6 separate regions of the Mus musculus genome follow, and all the other regions are linked to region 1. A link is a contact called in public promoter capture Hi-C data. All regions are on one chromosome and are shown on one strand. The core of a region is the stretch at or near the end of the contact, and the rest is flanking DNA. Distances in the headings are between cores, read along the strand shown.

Evidence for each region. Promoter capture Hi-C pulls out the DNA fragments that hold promoters and counts their contacts.
Region 2: a contact with region 1 is called in a promoter capture Hi-C map of pre-B cells. The contact joins the promoter of Scaf1 here to the promoter of Arhgap33 in region 1. A contact is called at or near these places in 3 of 39 promoter capture datasets (cranial neural crest, pre-B cells and second pharyngeal arch cranial neural crest).
Region 3: a contact with region 1 is called in a promoter capture Hi-C map of pre-B cells. The contact joins the promoter of Pnkp here to the promoter of Arhgap33 in region 1. A contact is called at or near these places in 3 of 39 promoter capture datasets (cranial neural crest, frontonasal cranial neural crest and pre-B cells).
Region 4: a contact with region 1 is called in a promoter capture Hi-C map of second pharyngeal arch cranial neural crest. The contact joins the promoter of Vrk3 here to the promoter of Arhgap33 in region 1. A contact is called at or near these places in 3 of 39 promoter capture datasets (cranial neural crest, frontonasal cranial neural crest and second pharyngeal arch cranial neural crest).
Region 5: a promoter capture Hi-C map of second pharyngeal arch cranial neural crest shows a contact between it and region 1. The contact joins the promoter of Nr1h2 here to the promoter of Arhgap33 in region 1. A contact is called at or near these places in 4 of 39 promoter capture datasets (cranial neural crest, frontonasal cranial neural crest, maxillary cranial neural crest and 1 more).
Region 6: a contact with region 1 is called in a promoter capture Hi-C map of pre-B cells. The contact joins the promoter of Ercc1 here to the promoter of Arhgap33 in region 1. A contact is called at or near these places in 3 of 39 promoter capture datasets (cranial neural crest, maxillary cranial neural crest and pre-B cells).

Annotation. Positions count from the first base shown.
Region 1 is chr7:30,533,162-30,537,058 of GRCm38.p6, forward strand. It overlaps Arhgap33 (Rho GTPase activating protein 33), which reads right to left and starts at 1,899. Exons shown (of 22, transcript NM_178252.3): 1 at 1,765-1,899; 2 at 942-1,051. The coding sequence starts at 1,019.
Region 2 is chr7:45,014,549-45,018,445 of GRCm38.p6, forward strand. It overlaps Scaf1 (SR-related CTD-associated factor 1), which reads right to left and starts at 1,701. Exons shown (of 11, transcript NM_001008422.1): 1 at 1,532-1,701. It overlaps Rras (related RAS viral (r-ras) oncogene), which reads left to right and starts at 3,394. Exons shown (of 6, transcript NM_009101.3): 1 at 3,394-3,620. The coding sequence starts at 3,468.
Region 3 is chr7:44,855,341-44,859,237 of GRCm38.p6, forward strand. Pnkp (polynucleotide kinase 3'- phosphatase) reads left to right here and starts at 1,806. Exons shown (of 16, transcript NM_021549.3): 1 at 1,806-2,214; 2 at 2,823-2,869; 3 at 3,113-3,409. The coding sequence starts at 2,064. Akt1s1 (AKT1 substrate 1 (proline-rich)) reads left to right here. Exons shown (of 5, transcript NM_026270.4): 5 at 1-81.
Region 4 is chr7:44,746,438-44,750,334 of GRCm38.p6, forward strand. Vrk3 (vaccinia related kinase 3) reads left to right here and starts at 2,192. Exons shown (of 15, transcript NM_133945.1): 1 at 2,192-2,214. Zfp473 (zinc finger protein 473) reads right to left here and starts at 1,912. Exons shown (of 5, transcript NM_001289836.1): 1 at 1,473-1,912.
Region 5 is chr7:44,551,800-44,555,696 of GRCm38.p6, forward strand. It overlaps Nr1h2 (nuclear receptor subfamily 1, group H, member 2), which reads right to left and starts at 2,166. Exons shown (of 10, transcript NM_001285517.1): 1 at 2,010-2,166; 2 at 1,780-1,909; 3 at 898-955; 4 at 708-821; 5 at 156-446; 6 at 1-60. The coding sequence starts at 937.
Region 6 is chr7:19,343,441-19,347,337 of GRCm38.p6, forward strand. It overlaps Ercc1 (excision repair cross-complementing rodent repair deficiency, complementation group 1), which reads left to right and starts at 1,631. Exons shown (of 10, transcript NM_007948.2): 1 at 1,631-1,756; 2 at 2,166-2,277. The coding sequence starts at 2,173.

The sequences.
Region 1 (3,897 bases), core at 649-3,148:
CAGGTCAGCAGGAGATGAGTGCTGGGCTGGAGTCAGCCTGTTTCTTCCTGTGTGGTCTGGGAGGAAGGACTGGAGGTGCAGGGACCAAGGGTGAGCAGGCAACAGGAGCGAGGGCATGCCGATCCTGTCTGTGCGTGTTTAAGACCCTTCTGTAGCAACCATACAGCAAGGGTACGGTCACTTGCCACTGTCCACATCTCAGTCTTCTGTTCCCAATCTTTCCCCCTCCTGGCATGATGCTTTCCACAAAGTACAAATGTGATTGGTTTTCCTGCTTCCGTGACTCTCAGGAATTCTAGATGAGGTTGGACTTCTCAGGTCTGAGAGCCAAGCTTCCTTGAGCTGGGTTCCGTTTGCCACTCCAGTCCTGTCTCTCCCCTGCTGCCCCAATTCTCAGAGCTCTGAACTTTTCAGAACACACGTGCCAGCTTCTCATTTACCTTCTATGCCTTTGCAAAGGCTATTCCTCAGACTGGAATGTGGTTTGCACACCGTCACTAGGTTCTCTCCTCCTCATTCCTCATGTGTGTTCCTTCAGAAAGCCCTCTCTGTCCATCTAAGGCTGTTTCAGACAATTGTCTCCATCCCATCCTGTGGGCTTTCTCCATCCCATACTACACAACTATACCTGAGCTTATCCATCTCACTCTGAGATGCTTCCTGCAAGGAACTCATCTCTCCCTTTGGAAATAGGGCCCCAGGCTGACACCCTCACCCCCACCCCCGCCAATGCCCAACAGAGATCAGCACAGAGTTAGTACTGTATGTATGATTCTTCTCTGGGTCCCTGACACGCAGTGCCAATCCAGTTGCACGGCATAGACTGGGCAACTCTGATGAATAAAATAACCAGCTGCCAGATGGGGATTCGGGGATTTGCTAGACTGGGCTTTTTCCCTCCTCCGTGTCCCTGCAACCCCAAGTTCATCCCTGGGTCTCACCCTCAGAGTCTGTCCCCTGCCAGCCCATGAAGCTCCCCAAGGCAGGATGGGATCTGACTGTTTCTGTGCCTGGAGCATGGGGCCTGCACAGAGGAGGTCTCAGTGAATGTCTGTGGAGTGAGGGAATGAATGGATGAATGAGCGGGAGCAGTATGGAGGAGGGGAGATGAAGACAAGGAGATGGAGAAGCCCCAAGGCTCAAGTGGAACGGAGGCGGGAGGCGCGATGTTGGCCTCGAGTAAGGATCGGGAAGCGGCGGGAGAGACTTCGATAAAGGTTCAGATCGATGTCGGTGGAGGGATTGAGAGCGCGTGGCGTGGGATGAAAATGAAGAAGAAAAGGGTCAGGCAGGGGATGGAGTGAGATGGGGGTGGGGCTCAGGAATGAGAAAGGGGCTGTTGGGAGCAGGAGGTGGTGGTCGGGAGGGTGACTGGGGATGAGGATGCTGAGGAGGGCGCTGGAGTGGGGGCTGGTTTCCAGGGAGCCTCGGCAGACGCCTGCAGGGGGGAAGCCCTCATGGGGCGCGCGGGTCCTTCCCTGAACCAGCCCCCTTTTCTCAAGTCCGGATCCTCCGCCACTGTCACCCCTTTTTCAGGGCCCAGAAGGGGGAGGGAGGAAATGTGCGCTGAGGGGGCGGGGTCGAGGCCCGGGCCGCGACCCAGGACCGCACCGAGGTGGAGACCGTAGGGGACCGCGAGGAAGGGTGAGGGGCGGCGCGCAGGCCGCGGGCTCGGGCGGGGCCGGGGGCGGGGCGCGCAGGGCGGGGCCGCGCGGACAGACTGGCACGCGGACACACAGACTGATGGCCCCGAGGGCCCCTCACCACCATGGTCGCGGTAGCCTCCTCAGACCCCGGCGGCTTTCGAGCCCTCGTTCGCAGTCCTCGCCACCGCCGCCTCCGCCGCCATGGTGACACAAAGGGGAGGGCGTGAGGCGCGCGCGGGCGGTCGCAGGCTCCTCCCCTAACGGCTGCCGGGGGGGTCTCTGGCGCGCGCCCCATGAGGGGCGGGCCAGCGGGCACGCGGAGGCCCTTCTCATTGGCTCCAGTTTTGGCCTGAGGGCTACGCCCCGCCCACAAGGCGGCTGCTTATTGGCTTTGAGTGCTGCTCTACTTCCCGCCCCCATCCCCGCCCCGTCTCTCCAGTCCCACCCCCCGAAGTTTGACAGCGCCACGCCCATGGATGGTTGGCATTGGCTGTCAGGGCCCTCCTGAGATAAAACCCTGTATTCTTTATGCTCCGCTGCCGCCACTTCTCTCCTTAAGCAGCCTGCCCTTTCCTCCCGCGGTCGCTCCTCGGACGTGCTTCATTGGGTTCGCCTACGACTATCCCCCACAAGCAGCCTTTTCGAAATGCGGGTCCTCCAGTCCCCACGCTGTCAGTCCTGATCCTGACCCCGCCCACAAGCTTTTTGATCTCGCACACCCCGCTGTGTCCCCACCCTAGGCTCTGTGCGACTTGGCCTCCCCCTATTCACTGGACATCTTTCCTTGTTTCCCTATATTCGCTTATTTGAGGCTAGCCTTTGACATCTTTTTCTAGGAAAAGCTTCTGTATGGAATGCTATGACATTCATGCCTCTCAGAAAGCCAGGTGCAGTCTTTTTTCTTTTTTTAAACGATAGAGAAGTGCCTAGAAAGCATTGCAGCCACACCCTTTCCGGAAGGATGCTTTCACTGATCTGGACCTGAGCAGGCCTCTCGTTTCGGTAGCACGCTCCCGGTCCAGGCTTTTAAAGACTTTGATTATTTAATTCGGGGATATACCAATAATCAAAAAAAAAAAAAATACAGCCTTACCCATATGGAAGCTCAAAGGCTAGTATGAACTAGGTGATTTCGGTTTGTAATCTCAGCACTGGAAAAGTGGGTGCAGGAGAATCATGAATTTGAGGCCAGCTTGAGCTGCATAGTGAAAATCTGTCTCAAACAAACCAAATTAGGGACTGGAGAGATGGCTCAGCAGTTAGCACTGACTACTCTTCCAGAGTCCTCAGATTTCTACTCCCTGTTCCAAGCACCCACATGACTGTTCACCAGCTACAGCTCCAAGATGTCCAGAAGATGCTCTCTGTGGGCACTAGGCACACATGGAACCCCCAACATATACACAGGCAAAATACCTGTATGCATTAAATAAAAAAATTTAAAACCTCCAAATCAAAGGCTGATGGGGGAAGATAATGAACAAAATAAATATAAATATGTATCATCCGAGAGAAAAGCTAGTTGGGATGGCGAAATATGGAAAGTGCTGGGTGGGGGGAGGGAATAAGTGTAATGAGTGATGATGCTACTAAGTTTTGGGGGTGGTTTGTTACCCAGCCACAGTTAAGATGGCCTCGGTCAAGTAGGTAATCTCAGCTTAAGTGTGACTTCCTCGGGCAGCCTTCTAGTGCCCCCTCTTAACTTGATCAGGATGTTATTGTGAATATCTTCTATTGTTCCTTGTGTCTAAACAGCTACCTCCTTATTGATTCAATCAAGTGTGTGGTTTGTTCAAAAGGATGAAAACCCACATTTATCTTGTTTCTGACATAGAGAATTGCATGTCAGAAATCTATCCCATTTCCCTTCATAAATCCCATACATATATCAAAACAACATTGATCTCAGATTAAAGAATCCCAGAAACCCTGTCTTAAAAAACCAAACCAAACACACACACACACACACACAAAAACCCTCAACCTAACCCTCATCATATATAGTTGCCATCATTTTATTTATGAAAAGTTCTAAGATAGGGAAAGTTGACACCCACACATCCACCAGCTAGCTCTTATCATTAAAACATTTTACTATATTCATTTTGTCTTACATCTACTTATTGCTTTACTCACCCATCCAACTCATCTTTGGGAATGTTTCAAAACAGATTAGGCTGGGTGGGTGTGGTGGCCCACATCTGTAATCCCAGCACTTGAGGATGTGAAGGTAGGAGACTCAGTCCAAAGC
Region 2 (3,897 bases), core at 451-2,950, about 14 Mb after region 1:
TCGACCAGGTTTCGCCTTTTGGCCTCAGCCCTGGTCTCAGTCCTACTCTGAAACTATACCTTGGCCTCCACAACCCCCCCCAGCTCCAGCTCTCCAAACCTTCAGCTTCTTCCTGATTCCCTCAGGCATACCTTACTGATGGCCCCCCTACCATATCCAAGCTTCTCTAAGCTAACATTCAAGACTTTCCTACCCTGTATAGCAATAATTCCCAGCTCTGAGGATGCTCTCTCACAGTCTGATACACATCTTATCCAAAGCACTGACTGTCACAGAAAAGAAATTGTACCAAGAGATCCTGGCTGCAGATTTGGAGATCCCCAAAACCATAGACCTTGTAAGGCTCTGCAGACCATGTGAGATCGGTGATCCCTCAATTACAGGGCTCTGGGAGCAATTTAGTGATTCACAAACAGCTCATTACACAAAGTACATAAAACATAATGGAAAATACTTTCCAAGTTTCAAATGGAACCATGAGTTTGCAGGACTGGAGTAATATTAGTAAAATACATATGTTGGCATGCACTTAATCTCATCGAATAATGCATTTTTTCCCTTCCTATCAAGGTCAAGTTGCAGAGCACTGCACTAGATGATCCCAGACAGCTCTACAGACCCTCAGGAATGATTCTAACTCCTCAGCATGGGGACAACACAGGTTCTTTTTTGTTTGAAACCATTTTCTTTTTAATTACTTTCTGAAAGGCAAGTACATTTGAGCTGGATAAAATTCCCAGCGTTTTCTGTTATTATTCTCTACACATTTATCTACTCTTCAAAAGCACTTGAATTTCCTCCAAGACATAGACTGTATTCTTGCAATCATTGGACGATTCTAGTTCCTTCAAACTACCCCACCCTACCCCACCCACCCCTATCTCCGAGTCACCCCCACATAAAACACTTCCCAGACCTTAGCGACTCATTTATGCCTCTGGGCACATCACAAAGCTTGCTTCCCTCTCCCTAGGTGGGAGTACATCTCTTTCTTCCAGGTGGACCTTAACACTTCCTAGTCCTTGAAGAGAGCTTCCAGGCCTCATAAATGGTCCCAGATCCATGTAGATGAGCCGAATGCAGAGGCCAGCATGAGGAGAGACTTCCCAGCCCTAACAAATACACCCCAGTGAACTAGGTGACTCTGCAGACCCCCTTAACTCCTGGGGGAGTGAAGATCTCAAGATGGCCCCAAAAGCCTCTCAACAGACCCTAGCCTACGGTCGCACATAAAAACCATCTACGGCGCCTGCAGACGTGTCCAGGCTCAGCAATGGGAAGGAGGGCCGGCCTAGTCGCGGTCCAGGCCATACGAAAGCCCTCTGGCACCCACGGGCGCGTCCGGGGCCCTAAGAAGGCCCCCTACTCAGAGACTGCCTTGGCCGCTGCAGCCGGGTCCGAAGGTGCCACGCTACGCTCTCCAGGCCCCGTGGCATACGGGCGACACTCGGAGACGACTAGCGACCCGACTCCGCCCCGCCCACCCCGATAGGCCCGAGCCCCGCGGCCCGGACCGCCGCCGCCATCTTACCCCGCCGCTCGGGCTGCGGCTCCGGTCCCGGCGCGGGGCGGGGCGGAATGGGGCGGGGCTCGCGATTTGAGCTGGGGAAGGGCGGAACCAAATTGCCGCGGCGCTTGCCGGGATTTCAAGTACCCAGCTGGGTTTCCGAAAGGCCGGCAGCACCGGAGGCGACTCCGTTTCCCAGAAATCAATGCGTCACATGGAGGTGGAGTGCGCGCGCTGGATGCCGGGAGATGTAGTCCGTGTGAAGACTCCGTCACGCGGGGGACAGTGTACGGGGTGAGAGGTGAAGTGGGCGGGGCTGCTGGAGCGCGCGGTACGACCCCCCTCAGTGTCCTGCGTGCGCGGGGAAAAAGGCGGCGGATCAGGAAGTGATGTAAAAAAGGCGCTCCGTTGTTGAGATCCATGGGAATTGTAGTTCAATTAAGATGGACGCTACCCCGCCCATGGTCGTCCTTTCTGAATATGAAACCCTTCTAATTTTTTTCTCCTATAAATCCTAAGAAGATTTTTTTGAGACGCTGTCTTATGTATCTCAGACGGGCTTGGAACTTGCTGCTGTCTTTCTGCTTCTGTTTCCCCAGTGCTGGGACTCGTCAGTTATCATGCCCAGCTTCTAAAATTATTTATTGGGGGGGGGGAACTAGAGATTGAATTTAAATGCTCATACATGGTAGACAAACGTTCTATGTTATCACTAAACTATATCTATAGTCCTCTTTTCGTTTGTTTGTTTTGAGATAAGTTCATTCTAAGATGTCCAGAATAGGCTTTAACTTAAAATAATCTCCATTAAATTCAGAACTCAGGAGTCAAACCAGAGCTCCTTTACTCAGGACAGGAAAATCCAAACTCTGAGTCTTCTGGTTCAGAGCAGATGAGTGAAGACTCATTTCCCTCTTCCTTGGGACTCTGGAATTTCAATCCTCTTCCCTTTCAGGACGTCAATACCATATCTTACATAAATGTAAGTGCTAAATTCTTCCACAACCCTCCCGGAGCACTCATGCCCTCGAACTCAGAATTCTGGGTCCCCAGACTCTCCATCCTTTGGCCCCATGAGTCCAGACTCCCAGCTTTCCCAGTAGTAGTAAGGAGCCCCTCCCGACCCCCTGGACCGGAGTCGGACCGGAGAAATCTAAGTCTCTAACTCAATACTCTCGTAGGAACCAGTGTCTGAGCTATCAACCGCATCCTTCCAAAGCCCAGAAATCCTGGCTGTCGGCCCTTCTAGACCCGGACTTCCCGACTAGGATGAACTGGCTCATGGATTAGGAATGTGGTGATCTCACAGCCCGTCCTGCCCAGTTACCCTGCTGTCCCCCTCCAGGGCCCCAGCTCCCCTCCCAGTCTATCTTCCGTTTGGCTGGGACAGCGGGAACCGGAAGCCTAAGTCCATAGACAGGCCGAGACGCCAGCCTCTAGAACGAAGCTGGGGCAGAGAACTTGGCGACAATCCCAGGGAGGAGGCGGAGATTAATTTTGAGACCTGTGCTGTCCTAAGATCTCCCTATATACGGCCCTGAGAAGGAGCCCCAAGCCACACCTACCAGAAACAGTGGTCCTTAGATAATAACTACCGCAACATTTAATTTGCATATCCCCGCCCCGAAGAAAACTTTTTCGCCCAAAGATGGGGTTTATTAGCATAGCTCCTCCCAAAGGCGGACTGCAGGAGGAGAGCTCGTGGCTGTGCTTAGGGTGGACACAGGGTCATTAGCATATCCCCACCCCTCTTGGAATTCCCCGTTTTTGCAACCTTGTTTCCCCTACCCTTATTAGTCTAGCTCCTCCCTCACTCTGGCCTCGCCTCCTCCAGAAGCATCCGGAGACTCGTGTCCTCTGGCCAAAGCTCATGTTTATGCAGTATTATTAGCATAACCCACCCCTTGGTCTCTCCTGACTCCCCCTAGGCGGTAGCGGCGGCAGCAGCAGCGGTGGCGACATGAGCAGCGGGGCGGCGTCCGGGACTGGGCGGGGGCGGCCCCGGGGCGGGGGGCCGGGACCCAGGGACCCCCCGCCCGGCGAGACTCACAAGCTGGTGGTCGTAGGCGGCGGCGGCGTGGGCAAGAGCGCGCTGACCATCCAGTTCATCCAGGTAGTGGGCCCTCACCGGGGAGGGTTTCCCCGAGATCGAGACTTTGAGCCCTTTGGGTTCCCTGAAACTTTCGCTTCTCCCAGAACCATCATTAAGACCCTCCTAAGAGGATCTCTAACCCTCTGATTGCGACTCCAAATGCCCAGGGCCTCCACCCCCTTCATGAGGGGAAGCTTTCTCCTAATATGTCCTGGGACAAATCACCCTCCTAGAGGTACCTGAGAGCCCTCATCCTAGTCTGTCTAGCCCCGCTCACCAACTGGGAGTACCCTAAATT
Region 3 (3,897 bases), core at 556-3,055, about 14 Mb after region 1:
CCTAGACTTGGGTGCGGGAGAGTGGGATGGGGGTAGGGAGGGGCGCTCTGAGATTAAAGTTTTACCTCTGACTAGTGAGTTCGTGTTGTGTGTGAGTGTGATGCTATGAAGCGTTCATGACAATTAAATGAAGTTCAGGGTTCGACACCCAGTCTTGGGGGCGTAACTGTGGGAGCGGTAGAAAGGCAAACCAGGGAATCTCCATTTCCCAACATCCAAAGATGAGAAAGGGGGCTAGAGGGGCTAGAGGACTGTCACCTTCACACTATTAATATTAATATGGATTGCCTCCCTTTTGTTACTTTGCTTTTTGGGATGATTTCACTTTGTAGCCCAGCCTTTCTCTTCAGTTTTTGTGCTGGGATTTCCAATCTGCCCCATCATACCGAGCTTTAGCGTATTTGTCCCAGAATTAGAAGCGATTTTCCCACTTTATTGCAAAGGGACCGGCATCATAGAAGCAAAGGAAGAGTGTATAGTGATGCTATGCGCTTCAAATGCTAAGGACAAGCTGGTTTGTTTCCGCTGCTACGCAGAGGAATGATGAAGGCGCACATCTGTCATTCCATCAGCAGGGAGATGGGTTTAAGGAGGCACAGGTGTTCACGTCAGTCTAGACTTTTTGAGACCATGCCTCAAAGAACAAAAAAAACCGTGAGCAGTGGCGCACACCTCTAATTCTAGCACTTGGGAGACAGGAGCAGGTGAATCCCCTGGTATCAAAAAGTAAAACAACCCATCAATGGCCAAGTGTGATGGCATTTTCTTCCTTCCTCTCCCCCCCCCCAGCTTTTAGAGCGTGTTTTTCAAGATAGGGTTTCTCTGTGTAGCCCTGGTTGTCCTGGAGCCCTTCTGAAGACCAAGCTGTCACTAAACTGAGATCTGCCTGCCTCTGCCTCCACTTCCCCAGTTTTAGAATGAAAGACGTGCGCTGCCAACCTGTCTGTAGAGCTCTATTTTAATACTAATATTTGGAAGACAGACAGATCCCGAAATTTGAGCCCAGTTTGGGTGTATGGTGGATTAACATACACGCCAAAAAAAAAAAAAAAAAAAAAACTTGTCTGGGCTGAAAGATAACTGCAGCCGGACTTTTTGATTTCGCTCATAGAAGGGGAGGCAAGGTCATGGGACCCTGACCTTAGTACCCAGCTGTTCCTCACAAGCAACTATATGCAATTTTGCCCTAGTTGCCTGTGGTTTGGGGAGGGGCTAGAGGATACTGGTGAGGGGGAAGGGAAGGGAAGGGCTCTGTCTGTGCAGTATGAAATGAGGCTTCATTTCTGCTAGATGAAAACTGCCCCGTGTGTTTTTTTGCAGGTAGCAACACAACCACCACCACCTATGCTCTGCAAGCCCAATATAGTCGGCTTCCCCAGAATGCTCTGTGGTGGAATCATATTTCAGGTTATATATACTTCAGGCCTTTGGAGAAGGGTAGGCATTTTTTAGGTCTTCCCCAGGAGAGCAACTTCCTCTTTATTTTATTTTTGCGGTGGGGGCAGAATCTTACTATGTAGACCAGGCTGGGCTCTGCCTGCCTCTGCCTCCCAAGTACTAGGATTAATATTAAACTCATGTGCCACCATGCCTAGGAAAGAATTTTAACAAGGCTACATCCTGAGAACCTGTCTCACTAAAACATACATACATACATACATACATACATACATACATACAAGAAAATCAAAACAAAAACAAGTAACTCTAGCGTAGGGATCAAGTGACTATGGATGCGAGTGACCCCTATCCGCTCTGGCTCAGAGCGCCTCAAGCGAGTCAGGACTGCGCATGCGCCGTGGGAGGAGCCAAATTTTCGAACAGTCTTTCCCATAGCATAGATGAGCTTTGGAATGAATTCAGAAGTGACTCTACCTATATGCAATCCTCACTGCGCATTGGAACCGTTGTGGTAGCTTGGGAAACGTCGAACCCGCCCATGGGCAAGGGGCGGAATTTCCGGTGTGGCTCGCATTGGGAAAGCAGAACTTCCGGTGGCGGGTGGGTTGCCGGCTGCTGAGCAAGCTCCACTGTGATTCTGTTCCCCTTCACAGCATCCGAGGATGTCACAGCTTGGATCCCGGGGCCGCCTGTGGCTGCAGAGCCCCACCGGTGGGCCGCCCCCTATATTCCTGCCGTCGGATGGCCAAGCCCTGGTCCTCGGTCGGGGACCCCTGACCCAAGTGACGGACCGGAAGTGCTCCCGAAACCAAGGTGGGCACGGGAATGGAACTGCTGCAGAGTGGGATTGGAAGGAAGCAGGGGAGCCTATGCCTAGCCAGAAGCAAGACGAGGCATTATGGGAGGGACAGAGAGGATCTGGGAGATTGTCACCGGAGGGGAGAAGGACAACAGAGAGACGGTCGCTGGGCAGGCTACATCAGGCGGTGATGCATCAAGCCATGCCCAAGACCTCGGTCTACCCCATGTATCTCATGGGACAAAGCAGACCCTACAGATAAAAAAAATACCTGTTCTGGACAAGTCCGTGTCTCTAGCAATCCTAGGGACTCCGAAGTACCTGTTATTATTGAGGAATAAACTGGCTCGGGGGGGGGGGGGGGGGGCAGACACCCCTGTCATCCAGAGAATTGGGTGGTAGAGGCATGAGAATCAGTTCAAGCCCAGCCGCTAGTATGTAGCGAGTTCAAGGCTATCCTGGGCTACCTGTGTTGGGGGATTGAGGAAGGAAGGGAGAAAGTGCCTCTCTTACTTAAGTCCTAGGGAGAAAGTGCCTCTCTTACTTAAGTCCTAGTAGTAGACTGTAGTTGGCCACGCCCCTGTACGTGATGTAAACCCTGACTCCACCCCCTTACCCTCAGTGGAGCTGATTGCAGACCCTGAAAGCCGGACAGTGGCAGTGAAACAGGTACCAGTGTCTTGGCAGCGGGTAGCAAGGACTTGGGAGAGGGGCCGGGTAGATGACAACCCTTCAGAAGGCTGGTCAGCTTTCCGCTTTAACACCGTGCCAGACTAGAAGCCACTAACCTTTCAAAGTTCTGACTGGCCACACGAAGTGAATAGGTGGGAAGATTAAAAATTGATTGGGAGCTAAGGTATTGGATTTGGTGGGGCGGGGTGGTGCCAACCCTAGCTCCTCCTTTGTCTGCAGCTGGGTGTTAACCCGTCAACTGTTGGGGTCCAGGAGTTGAAGCCAGGACTGTCTGGCTCTCTAAGCTTGGGGGATGTCCTTTATCTGGTTAATGGCCTATATCCCCTGACCCTGCGTTGGGAAGAGCTCAGCACATCAGGATCCCAGCCAGATGCTCCACCAGACACTCCTGGGGATCCGGAGGAGGGAGAGGATACTGAGCCTCAGAAAAAGCGAGTTCGGAAATCCTCTCTTGGCTGGGAGAGCTTAAAGAAGTTACTGGTGTTCACAGCGTCTGGGGTGAAGCCCCAGGGCAAGGTGAGGCCGCCACCCCTGCTGCCACCCAGGCTAGCCAGTTAATGTAAAGTTTCCTGTGCAGCCCTGAGCTAGTCTTATCAAAGTTCCTGAGCCTCAACTGTTCTGTGCAGAGAAGACTGAGACCCCAGTGGTGCCGCCACCACTGAGGTACAGGGTACAGGTCAGGCCCTGTAATCAGTGGTGACCTTTCTTGGATCACTCTGAAATGAGGCCACAGAAAATTCACGGCCTAGTTTCCTGTGGCCACTCAGCCAACAGTGAGGTTTGTTTTTTTAAGAATTGATATGACCTGGCACTCGGGAGGCAGAGGCAGGCGGATTTCTGAGTTCGAGGCCAGCCTGGTCTACAAAGTGAGTTCCAGGACAGCCAGGGCTATAAAGAGAAACCCTGTCTCGAAAAAAAAAACAACAACAACAAAAATCAAAAAAAAAAAAAAAAAAGAATTGATATGAGCCTGCATGATTTTCTGTGTACTGTATGCAGGTGGC
Region 4 (3,897 bases), core at 942-3,441, about 14 Mb after region 1:
ATACATATATATATATATATATATATATATATATATATATACATATGTAGAAATATATGTACGTACACATTCAGTATCCTAGACAGAAAAAAAAAATCCCTTCTTGCTCCTTCTGCTCCATGAAAAGTTTTTGTCCTCCTTAAGCTCATCTTAAAGACTATTCATGCTGTTAACAAATTTATCTCTTTTATAAACTTACAAACTACAGGAAACCCACTCCAATCTACTTCTTATGGACTAAATAGTCTCCATCCAGGTAAGTACACCTGCCAAGCAATAGCCTACGTTCTCACTGGCTACCTATTCCAGAGGGTGAGATTGCTCTCCTGTTCCTGGGATTGGGACTCCTCTTACCCCAAAGACCTAATTTTTTTTCTCCCAAACGTACTTAACTTTATTCTCTACCTCCTGTGTGTGTGTGTGTGTGTTTCAGCATCTTGCCAAATCCAAGCGTTTACTCAAAATCTACACATAAGACAGCTCCAGAGAAACAACCCATAGATGCTCCAATTTTCTCTTACAGCCACAGATACTTCTACTGGACCTGCTCCTTCTGATCTATCCACAGTTGGTTCCACAGACCCTGAGCAGCAAGGACACAGCCAATTCTCCTAAGACTTCACCAACATCCCCACCCCCATCTTCTTAGGTTTCCCAGAGACACACTGCCCCAATAACAACAGAAAGTTAGCTAAAGATCATGATGACCCTATTTTTTGCTTCACCGTTGCCTCTTTCTAATTTTTCCTTTTTTAAAATTAAACCAAAACAAAGGAATGTTAGCATTTCTTCTACACTCCACTCCACAGTTACCTGGCAAAAGCCAGGTATGCCTGACTCACTATAAAAGGGGCTGCTTGCCCCTCAGTCCCCACACTCTCTTCCTTCTCTGTCCCTTCTTGCCCTATTCCCCTCTCTCTACACGTGTTCATGGCCGGCCTCTACTCCCTCTCCCTACCTTTCTCTGTCTCTACTACCTCTCAACTCCCCTCCCCATGCCCTAAATAAACTCTATTCTACACTATACCCACTGTGGTTGGTACCTCAAGGGGAAGGGATGCCTCAGCATGGGCCCGCAGAGGCACCCCCTTCCCCAGCACCATACCTCGCCCTACCAAACATATCCCTGGCTTCCCTGGCTTTTTAAATAGAACATAACAGTATATATTTGAGATGCTCAAATAATAGATACAAATAATCTTTCCTTTTAAATTTGTTTATGACTGCTTCAAAGTGCTATGTGTGTACACCTAAGTGCCTTTAGAAGCCCAAGAGGGGGTTTGATACCCCGAAACTGAAGCAATAGATGTCTCTGGGCCATTATTGTAGGTATTGGTCGCGAGAGGAAACCCCCGCTTAAGAGCCGGGCCTACGCCCGGCTGTGAGCACTCAAGGGTTCAGCATTCTGTCAGGGCCTCCCACCCCGGCCACAGAGGACTAAGGCCATGGGCGCCTGGGCTTAGTCTCCGTACCTCGGCATGGCTCCGTGTCTCCGTACCTCAGCATGGCTGGCAACCCAAAGAACATATGCTTTCCAGGATCCCAAGAAAACCCAACTCCTCATGAGGAGGGCTCCCTCAGAGTACAGGGGGAAATTCCTCCGAGGAAGTTCCGGTTCCAGAAACTTCTCCTCAAATTTATCCCACCCAGGTAACTCCGCGCCAAATTCCAGGACCCACCACCTGTGGTCTCCACCCACTGAGCCCTCTAGGAAGTAGAGAGGAAACAGATTCATGGCTAAGTGACACCAAGGTTGGATGGCCCACTACCCTGTTATAGGACTACTTTCACCTTCTACACCCCGAAAATTCCATTTGGAGGTGACAGCGGGTTGCCATAGATACAGTTTGAAGGCAAAACTGAGATTACAGAGAGAGCACAGAAGCAAGGAGAGTTTAAAAATGACAACAGGACCTTTGATTGGTGGCTGTCACGTATTTCATCAAGATTGACGTCAGACATGCGCAGTAGAAGGAAAAGCCCGCCCCAGAGAAGGCCGAATAACGGTGAGCAATTAGGGGGATGGACTAATCAGGCGTGTCGCTCAGGCTTCTGGGAAATGGAGTTTCCAGCAGGGCACAGCTTGTCCGGATGCCCTGTATTAGAGGAAATAGGCCGCGTCTGCTCGCTGCTGTCGCACGGCCGGTGGGGGATGCGCGCGCAGCCCCTCCTTCACCCTCCCTCCCCGGAAGTTTCTGCGGGGCAACTGTAAAGGTGAGTCCAAGTTTCTGCTCCGGATCGGAGTGAGAGTCCGGGCCGTGAGAAACCCCGGCGCCCACGGCTTTTTCACAAGTACAGTGATGAGGAGCCGCTCGCCCGGCAGCCTGTGACGTCACTGCCTGAGGAAGGCGGAGGCCGACCAAGGCTGGGGTTCGGGGGCGGGAGTGGGGGGAGCACCCACTTCCTCTGTTTTGCTGGGAAGGTGTTGGGCGGAGCCTGTGAGGAATGTCAGACACTCCGCCTCCGCCTCCACGGGTACCTCGTCACTGGTTTCTTTGGGATTGTGGGGCCCGGTCCAGTCTCTGCTACTTAGGGAAGTGTTAGTCCCACACCTGTGGAATTTAGCCTTTGGTACTCTGCTGTGCTGCGTTCCTGCAACAGGAGCATAGATGGTAGCAAGCTGATGGTCATACGTAGGATAAATGAACTAAACAAATGGGTGCATAATAAAAGCCGACTTGAGTATCAGTAGTCGGAACTGAATGTGCAGCCTTAGACAGGAGACCTCAACACTCAAGATCCGAGCACTTACTGTATGCAAGGATCTGTGCAACAGACACTTATTGTATTATATACCCGAACTGCCACCTCCCCTAGGAGTAGCTCTAAACTCAGCAATGTTCTAGCACTTGGGAGGCTGAGTCAGGAGGATTTTTGAGAATAGTGAATTCCAGGACAGCCCAGGATGGACTACATAGTAATGGGCACCTCAGTTTAATTAAAGCTGGATGTACGCTTGGGTAAGTTTCAAATGCTGGGGGATCAAAAGTTCAAGGTCGGCCTAAGCTACATGAAACACTGTCTTTAAAAAAAGAATCCAGCCCTGCCTAAGGACTGGAGAGTTGGTTCAATATTTGAGTGCTTACTGTCTTCCGGAGGACTCAAGTTGGTTCCCAGTTCATGACTGCCTGTAACCCTAGTTCTAGGGAATTAGGGATTGGCCTTCACACGGGTTCATATGCACATAACTGTAGTGAAAATTCTGGAATTTTCATTTCTTTAAAAAAAACACAGAAATATAAGAATATGTTTTTGTTTCAATCCCAGGAGTGGGGCTATGGGGCTGCTTCTCCGCAGCTGACTAAGCTTTGCCTCCTGCTCCAGCAGCTCATGATTTTGCCAGCTGCACATAGTTTCTACAACTGTGTGACGTTTGGAATTCTGGGAACTTCTCAGAGAGTCTGTAAATACTAGGGCCTCAACTGGGTACCGTGAGAGTTGTTTGGTGGGGGTGGGGGATGGGGGGGGTATTGCAGTTTGTTAGTAGTTGTGCTCAAAGAAGAAATTAGATTCAGAGTTCTTGATCTCTCTCCCTCTGTCCTTCTTTCTCTCCTACCTAGGGATAGGGGGTGAAATGGGAAGGGGAGAATAAAGGCAGGAAAAAGAACTCACAAAGTAGCAAAGACCTTTTACACATACCCACATGCAAACACACACATACTCAAAATTAAAGATCATAAAGATGGATGTTTTTAAATTCTGCACAACTAGTTTACATTCTAACGTTGGTTGAGGTGCCAGACAGAAATTGCAGTCAATTGTATAATATTTTTTCCTATGGTATCTTATCTACATGTTTGCATCTAGAATGTCTTAGAAAATGAGAGAGGCTTTCTCTGCTTGCAATTTACATTGCAATTCAGCCCACGCTTACCTGCCCGAGCTCATTTGCTGACG
Region 5 (3,897 bases), core at 916-3,415, about 14 Mb after region 1:
GCTGCTGCTGTTGCTGCTTCTGAATCCTTTTCTTCCGAATCTGCTCCTCAGAGAGCACGCCTGCGGGAAAGCCGGCCTCAGAGGCGGGCCTCAGCCTCACTTACACCTCCCCTTGCAGGTGACCCGCTCTCCCTCTAGCCCCACCCCTTGCTTACACTGCTCCCGCATGCCAGCCTCCTTGCACTTGCGCAGCCGGCAGAGCTGGCACTTGCGCCGCATGAAGGCATCCATCTGGCAGGTTCCGCTGCCCCGACAGGCATAGCGCCCGGCCCCACCGTGGACCACACTGCGCCGGAAGAAGCCTTTGCAGCCTTCACAGCTGAGCACGTTGTAGTGGAAGCCCGAAGCCTTGTCTCCGCACACGCGGCACAGCTCATGGCCCAGCATCTTCGGGGCCGGCCCCTTCTTCCGCTTGCGCTCAGGCTCATCCTCTGGCTCTAAGATGACTTGGGGTGAGCAGATGCCATGAGAGATAGCGACAAAGAGAAACAGCAGCCGGGGAACGGGCCATGGGAGGTCCCGAAGCGAGGGTGAGAGGACGGGGCTGCAACGCCAAGGGAAAGATCTGCAGGTCGGCGGGCTCCGGAGGACGAGTCGGCGGTGTCAGGGAGAAAAGGAAGGGAAAGCGGACCAAAAGACAGGGGCCACCATCTCCCCGCCCTTCCTTCACAAAGCCCCACACCCCTGTTCCTGTCTCCCCATCTCACCCACGATGTAGGCAGAGCTGGACCCTTCAGAGCCTGGAGGAGGATCAGTCTCCTGCCCCTCTTCCTTAATAGTGGGTGACGTGGCGGAGGTACTGGGCTGAGGAGAACCATTCCCTAGGAAAAGGAAGACAGGACAGTGAGCTTCTCCAACACTGTGGAAGGGGCTGGCTAGGGAAAGCCCGTCACTCACCAGGCACGGGAGTGTCCAGAGAACTTGTGGGGGAAGACATAGTGGGTCACGAAGCAGCCTGCTGAACATAGGGGAGCCAGCCAATTACAGGGCATAATAGGGGTGTCTCTTCTTCCAGTGCTCACGGACTCTTGAGACATGATCTCATACAGCTCAGGCTACCCGAACTATGTGGCTGAACAGCTTGAACCACCTCCAAAATCTTGGAACACACTACTCTAGGCTGTCCTGGGATCTTCCGCACTCCTGCCTCGGCCTCTCAAGTGCTGCCATTACAAGACTGTGCCACACCTCAGTGTTTTTAACTTCTATATTGAGCCCCCACTCCCAGCCCTAGTTCCTAATAAACATCACACACTTTAACATGCCCAACCCGGCCCACTGCTCCTTCCACCTCTCTACGAATCATGACCTCAGAGAGCCCAACAACTCTATTCCTCTTCTGTGAGCACCAACTGTGCTCTTATCATGGGAGATCCTAACTTTGCCCCGCCTCTCCCATCAGGGCGCAACCATTACCCTTCTACCATAGGCTCCTTCAAGGCTTTAACGCACCCCAATACAGACCCCAGACCCTACCCATCCCATCAAGTCCCTGGCCCCACCCCTTCCCACTCTGGAGCAGAAACCCAAATTCCGCCCCGTTCCTCCTAGGCTCCGCCCCTCTCATTCCCCCAAAGCCAATTATAGGTCTTCACTGTGCCACGCCCTCCATGCCTCTGCCCCTCCCAATCCCCCCCAACAGTGGTCTAGGCCCCGCCCCAAGAATCAAAAGCCTTTAATCACAGACTATCTACAGCAGGCCTTCTGCCCATCTGTGTCCCGCCCCCGCCCACCAACCATAGGCTTTCCCTACGCCCCGCCCCGTAGAGTCACGCCCACCTTGTTCCAGGCCCCGCCCCTCTCCGTGCACCAGGGGGAGGCGGGGCTCATGACTGCACCGGCGATCGGGAGGGGGGTCGCAGGGGGTCTCCGACTCTGTTGCCCTGGAAACGGCCGTGGGAGGCGAGAGCTGCGAGGAAAGTGAGGGAAGGATGCGCGCGCTAAGCGGGACCCACGGCGATCCGCGTACCGGGCTCAGTCCCACCTGCCCGGCCGCCCGGCGCACTTGCCTCTGTGTCCGCACCGGTGATTGTGCCTCCACAGCACTTTGGAAGTAACTTCAGAAGCCTGGGAGTAGCTCGAAGCAACAGCGCTTGCTGAGCGAAAAGCAAAAGTAACTTCGCCACTTCTTCCGGCAACCCCGCTGCGCGTCACTTCCGGAAGTAGGCGGACCGGGAAAGGTGACAGACTTCCGGTCTGCCAGGGCGCCACCGACTGTGAGGCCTCGGCCGGAAGTGGCACACCGGAAGTTTATTTCTTCTGGTAGTTCCCCTCTGGGACTCAGAAAAAAGTTCCGGAAAGTTCTTTCGTTTCTTTTCGCAGGTGGCTAACGAAGCAGGTTTTAACCTTTTTGAGTAGTTTAAAGTTCTCTACTTTTGTAGCGGTGCTGCATGGCTGCTTTTTAAAAAAATTTTTGTCTTGATTTTGAGACAGGATCTCTTATTTCAAGGGTGGCCTTAAACTTCTGAGCCTGTTGCCTTTACCTCCCCATTATTGCGGTAGCAGCTCCTCTTCCAGCCCTGTATGTTGGTTCTAAATATTTTAAATTTGGAGATGGCAAGATGGTTACAGGATGGTTTTAAGCCTAAAAAGCTTAAAGGCTTTTCATACCTTAAACTTCTCCAGCTCAGGGCTTGGGCTGCCCTTCCCTTTATAATCCAGCCGATTTGGTTACTGGGTCCTTTACTCTCCTGGCTCGCCTCTCTCTCCTTCTCCTTCTCCTCCTCCTCACATGTCCTGATTCTGGATCTTGTTCACTTTGGACTCTCTTGATGTCCCCGCCTCGGGAACTTTTTTTTTTTTTTTTAAGATTTATTTATTTATGTATATGTGAGTACACTGTAGCTGTCTTTAGACACACCAGAAGAGGGCATCAGATCTCATTACGGATGGTTGTGAGCCACAATGTGGTTGCTGGGATTTGAACTCAGGACCTTCAGAAAAGCAATTGGTGCTCTTAACTGCTGAGCCATCTCTCCAGCCCAGGAACTTTTTTATACAAGAATTTATTTTTGCATTCAGCTTCATAATAGGAAGAAGTAAATATAAAAAAGGCAAATTGGGTGCAGACCCATGCCTGCAATAAGCAAACAGACCCAGGCAAGGCAAGAGGATTGCTTTTAGTTGGAAGCCAAATTGAGCTAGGAAGTGAGACCTGGCCATCAGCTAAATGTGAATAAACAAGTAGCCTCAACCCCTCTCCCATAAAAGTAATAATACCAGCTTTTTCACAAAAGATTGAAATACTTGTGTGAATCTCAGATGGAAAACATTCAGAGATTGTTTCTCCGCACTCCCCACTTATGGACAGTTGGGAATCTTTATTAAGCACAAATTCTTGCTTTTACTTAACTTTTGTTGCTGTTGTTCTTGGTTTTGTTTTGTTTTGTTTTTTGTTGTTGTTGTTTTGGTTTTGTTTTGTTTAGGTTTGGTTTTTTCGAGACAGCGTTTCTCTGTATAGTCCTGGCTGTCCTGGAACTCACTTTGTAGACCAGGCTGGCCTCGGACTCAGAAATCCGCCTGCCTCTGCCTCCCAAGTGCTGGGATTAAAGGCGTGCGCCACCACCGCCCGGCCACTGTTGTTCTTGTTGATTTGTTTGTTTTGCAAGGCAGGGTTTCTTTGTGTAGCCATGGCTGTCCTAGAACTGCTTCTGTAGACCAGGCTGGCCTTCATCTCCTAAGAGAGTTGGCCAAGGCCTCTGCCTCCCATGTGCTAGGATTAGAAGTGCATACCACCACTACCTGGTTTAACCCCCACCCCCTTTTAAAAGCATGGTCTCGCCATTCTAGCTGTCCTAGAACTCTATGTACACCAGGTTGGCTTCCAGGTCAGAGATAGATCCTCCTGCCTCTGCCTCATGAGTACTGGGATTAAAAGTGCCATGCTATGATAATCTA
Region 6 (3,897 bases), core at 381-2,880, about 11 Mb before region 1:
AGTTTGGAACTTGCTCCAGTCCTCCTGCCTCAGCGTTCTCGGTGCTGGGTTTACATGCGTGCTGGTGGTTGCCACCACTCACTGCGGTCTTACTGCACCCTTTTAACCTCAGCAAATGATTCCAGGTAGAGAAACTAAGGCATTCAGTGGGAACTTGCCTCTGTCAGCGCTTCCTTCACAGAACACACGGTTCAGGCGCGCCCTCTAATGGCAAGGCTTATGCACGGCACTCTGATTCCTTGGCAGCTCAACCCCTTTCCTTCCTAGGATCAACGGTTACTTACTATTAAATTTGATAAATTAACTAGTTTTGAGTCAGGATCTTATTTTGTAGCTCTGGCTGACCTGGAAATCACTCTGTAGGTCATGCTGTCCTCGAACTCACCGAGATCCGCCTGTCTCTGCCTCGTGTGTTGGGATTAAATGTGTGAGCCATTTCGCCTGGCTACTATTAATAGTTCTGTTTTGTATCACACTTCCAAAGGCCTGGGGCCATGGCTCAATAGTAGTGTCTCTGCCTAGAATTCACAGCGTAGGCATGTGCTTGTACACACACACACACACACACACACACACACACACCTCACAACTAGGAAAACATTAAAAAAGATATAGAGGGATTACATATGATGACCTTTGGGCGTGCCCTCTCTCAATACACGAAGACCAAAAGAAAATGGAGAATACGTTGGTAAATGCATGCAAAATTTTAAATGGAGAATTTTTAAAAGTATGAACTCGAAGGAAAGATTTGCAGCCTAATGAAGTGACTAACAGCATCAGCCCTTAAGCATCACTCCAACAAATGGGCGGTAATCAAAAGATGCTCATCTCCTTTTCCTCCCCCTTTTTAATTTAAAAAACCGTTGAATTGCTCATTTCGAAAAAATGGGCAAAGGATATGAGCCAATCTTTGTTAAAAGGAATAGGCAAAGGAAATGAGCAAGAACAAAAAATATATAAGACCATTAAACTATTTCCTTAGCAATCACAGAACTACAAGTTGGAACGGGGTGAAACTGTCCTTCCAGGAAATGAGTCATACTAAGTCATTCATGGGGCCCAGGTCTCGGAACACAGGTGTCCCTTCCTTCAGGAAGCCCGTCCTCACACCCCAGCTGGGTCAGGTGCCCCCTAACACGGGCTCAATGTCCTCTGGGCTCTCCCTTCCCGACCCTGCCCGCTCTGGGTTGTCCCTGTCTGACTGTCCCACTGGACTTTAAGCCACAGCTGTCGGTATCAGTCCCTGCTTGGGATGCAAGTGGGGAATGGCTTAGAATGAGTGAGTCAATGTCTGTGGGCTGAGTCCACCCACGCTTACAGGGAGGGCGTCCTCTGAAATCTCACCTCCCTCCTCTCTCTCTCTCTCTCTCTCTCTCTGTCTCTCTCTCTCTTTGTCTCTGTCTCTCTCTCCTTTCCTCCTTTCCCTCCCCCACCTCCTTTGATCATCACTGAGCCGGATCTGGAGTCTGGGAAGCGCTCAAGAGGGCCTTGGAACACAACTACTTGAAGTCAAAGTCTCCCAGGTACCAAGATGCACAAGCTTCCATCCGCCCCAAACCACAGCGGTCCTCCAGGACCATAGAGAGCAGCGCGAATAGAGTTCCCCGCTCTAACTCCTCCGGGGAGCAGCGAGACGAGCGAAGGGCCAGAGCGGCCGGAAGTGAGTCTAGCAGGAGTTGTGCTGGCTGTGCTGGCGTTGTGTCGCCTCTGTTTCCCCCCGTGGTATTTCCTTCTAGGCATCGGGAAAGACCAGGTGAGTTTTGGCAGTGCTTAGACGCAGAGCTAGGACCGAGAGGGACAGGGTGGAGGTGGATGGAGGCCGGGGATTGATGATTGGCAGCGGAAGAAGCCAATCATTGCGGAGGCTGAGACTAGGCCGGGACTGGGCGAGGCGAAAGCATCCAGGTGTGCCCCTGGGGGCGGGGCCAATTGCCTCTGAGCGAGTGTCGTGCGGGAGTAATAGCAGGTAGGCGGGGCTATAAGACCCGTAGACCAATCCGGAGTGAGAAGGAGGAAAGGGGCGGGCCCACTGGTTGGTCCTCTGGAACCTAACGCTAGCGAACCGGGCAACCTTTTGTGGGATGGGGTGGGGATACCACTGTGAGCCAGAGTTTCCCTCTGGAATATGGAAATGCCTACGACGATGTCGCCACGCCTTTCAGGCCCCAGATGGACCCTGGGAAGGACGAGGAAAGTCGGCCACAGCCCTCAGGACCACCCACCAGGAGGAAGTTTGTTATCCCACTGGAGGAAGAAGAGGTGCCCTGTGCAGGGGTAAGAGCGAAGACTTGGGGGCTCTTGGGAGTTAAAAGGATCCCTGGGACTACGGTGTGAGTTTAGGCTTGGGTTGCTTTGGAAAAATAACCTGCCATGCTCTGCAATCCTCGGTTTGCCCGTTGGTAAAATGGCATGACAGGGTGGTTAAGGGAGAGGCTGGCAGCTGGGCAATGGCCAGTGATAGCTTTTGTTTGTTTAGTTTGGGTCTTCGATTGGGTCACATGTTTCCTGGGCTAGCCTTGAAATTGATGTGTAGCTAGGGTTGGCCTTAAATCCAGTTCCTCCCATCTCCACTTCCCAAGTGCTGAGGTTATAGCAATGGAACATCCTTTTGTTTTTTGTGTGGATGTTTTGCATGCCTGTATGTCTGTGCACTACATGCATGTAGACCTGCAGAGGCCAGAAGTCATTGGCTCCCCTAGACCTGGAATTGAATCCAGATCCTCTTGAAGAGCAGCCAGTGCTCTTAACTGAGAAGGCATCTCTCTGGCCTCTAAAACATGTCTTTGTGCTGTCTGTACACACATGGATGAGTGCTGTGAAGCTCCTGTGAAGGGCAAAAGATAACCCGTGGGACTTGATTTTATCCTTGTACTGTGTAGATCCTCAGGACTGAACTGAGTGAGGTCACGAAGCTGGCAAGTACCTTTACCCACTGAGCCATCTTGCCTGCCCCCCCTTCCTTCTTTCTTTTCTTTTCTTTCTTTTTTTCTTTCTTGAGCCTTGCTATGACCTAAAACTTGCAGCAATCCTCCTGTCTCCATCTCTCAAGTGATAGGAACTTCCAGGTGCATTTCACAACACTAAACTCAGCTATGGGTTTTGTATAAGCAGTATTCTGGGTTTTCAAGTTATGGATTTGGATCTGACCTTTTTCTGTTATTATTTTGCTTTGTTTTTACATTTCTTTATGTAGTGTGGGTTGGGGGTGTACTTGCCAGGGCATTTGTGTGGAGGTCAATTCTCTGCCTCCATCTGGTAACTTTCAGGCTTCAAGCTTAGGTGTCAGGCACCACTGTCCCCTGAGCCGTCTCCTTGGCTCTGGATTTGACATTTAAGAGTTGGAAACTGGCTGTTTGTCTGTCTATCTATCCATCTATCTAAGTTTTTTTGATTTCTCTGTGTAGCCCTGGCTGTTCTGGATCTCACAGAGCTCTGCCTCTCTCTGCTTCCCAAGTGCTAGGATCAAAGGTGTGCGGCCACCACCAAAGGCTAGAAATGGAAGTTTTTGTCCTCTAAGAAAAAGAAATTGGTGATCTAAAGAGATGGCTCAGCACTTAAATGCATTAGTTGCTCTTGCAGAGGACCCAGGTTCAGTTCCCTAACATCCATATGGTGGCTTACAACCGGCTGTAATTCCAGTTCCAGGGGATCCAGTGCCCTCTTTTGACCACTGAGGGCAACCAAGAATGTACATGGTGCATGTATATACATGCAGGCAAAACACTCAATACTAATAAAATAAGAATTTAAAAGGAAACATGGAAGCTGGTTAGATGAGGCATTCACTAAGGTTGCTTGGGCCGTTTTTGTTTGGTTTTGGTTTTGAGATAGGCATTAAATATATGAGCCAGGGCTGAAGAGATGGCTTAATGGTTAAGAGCGCTGACTGCTCTT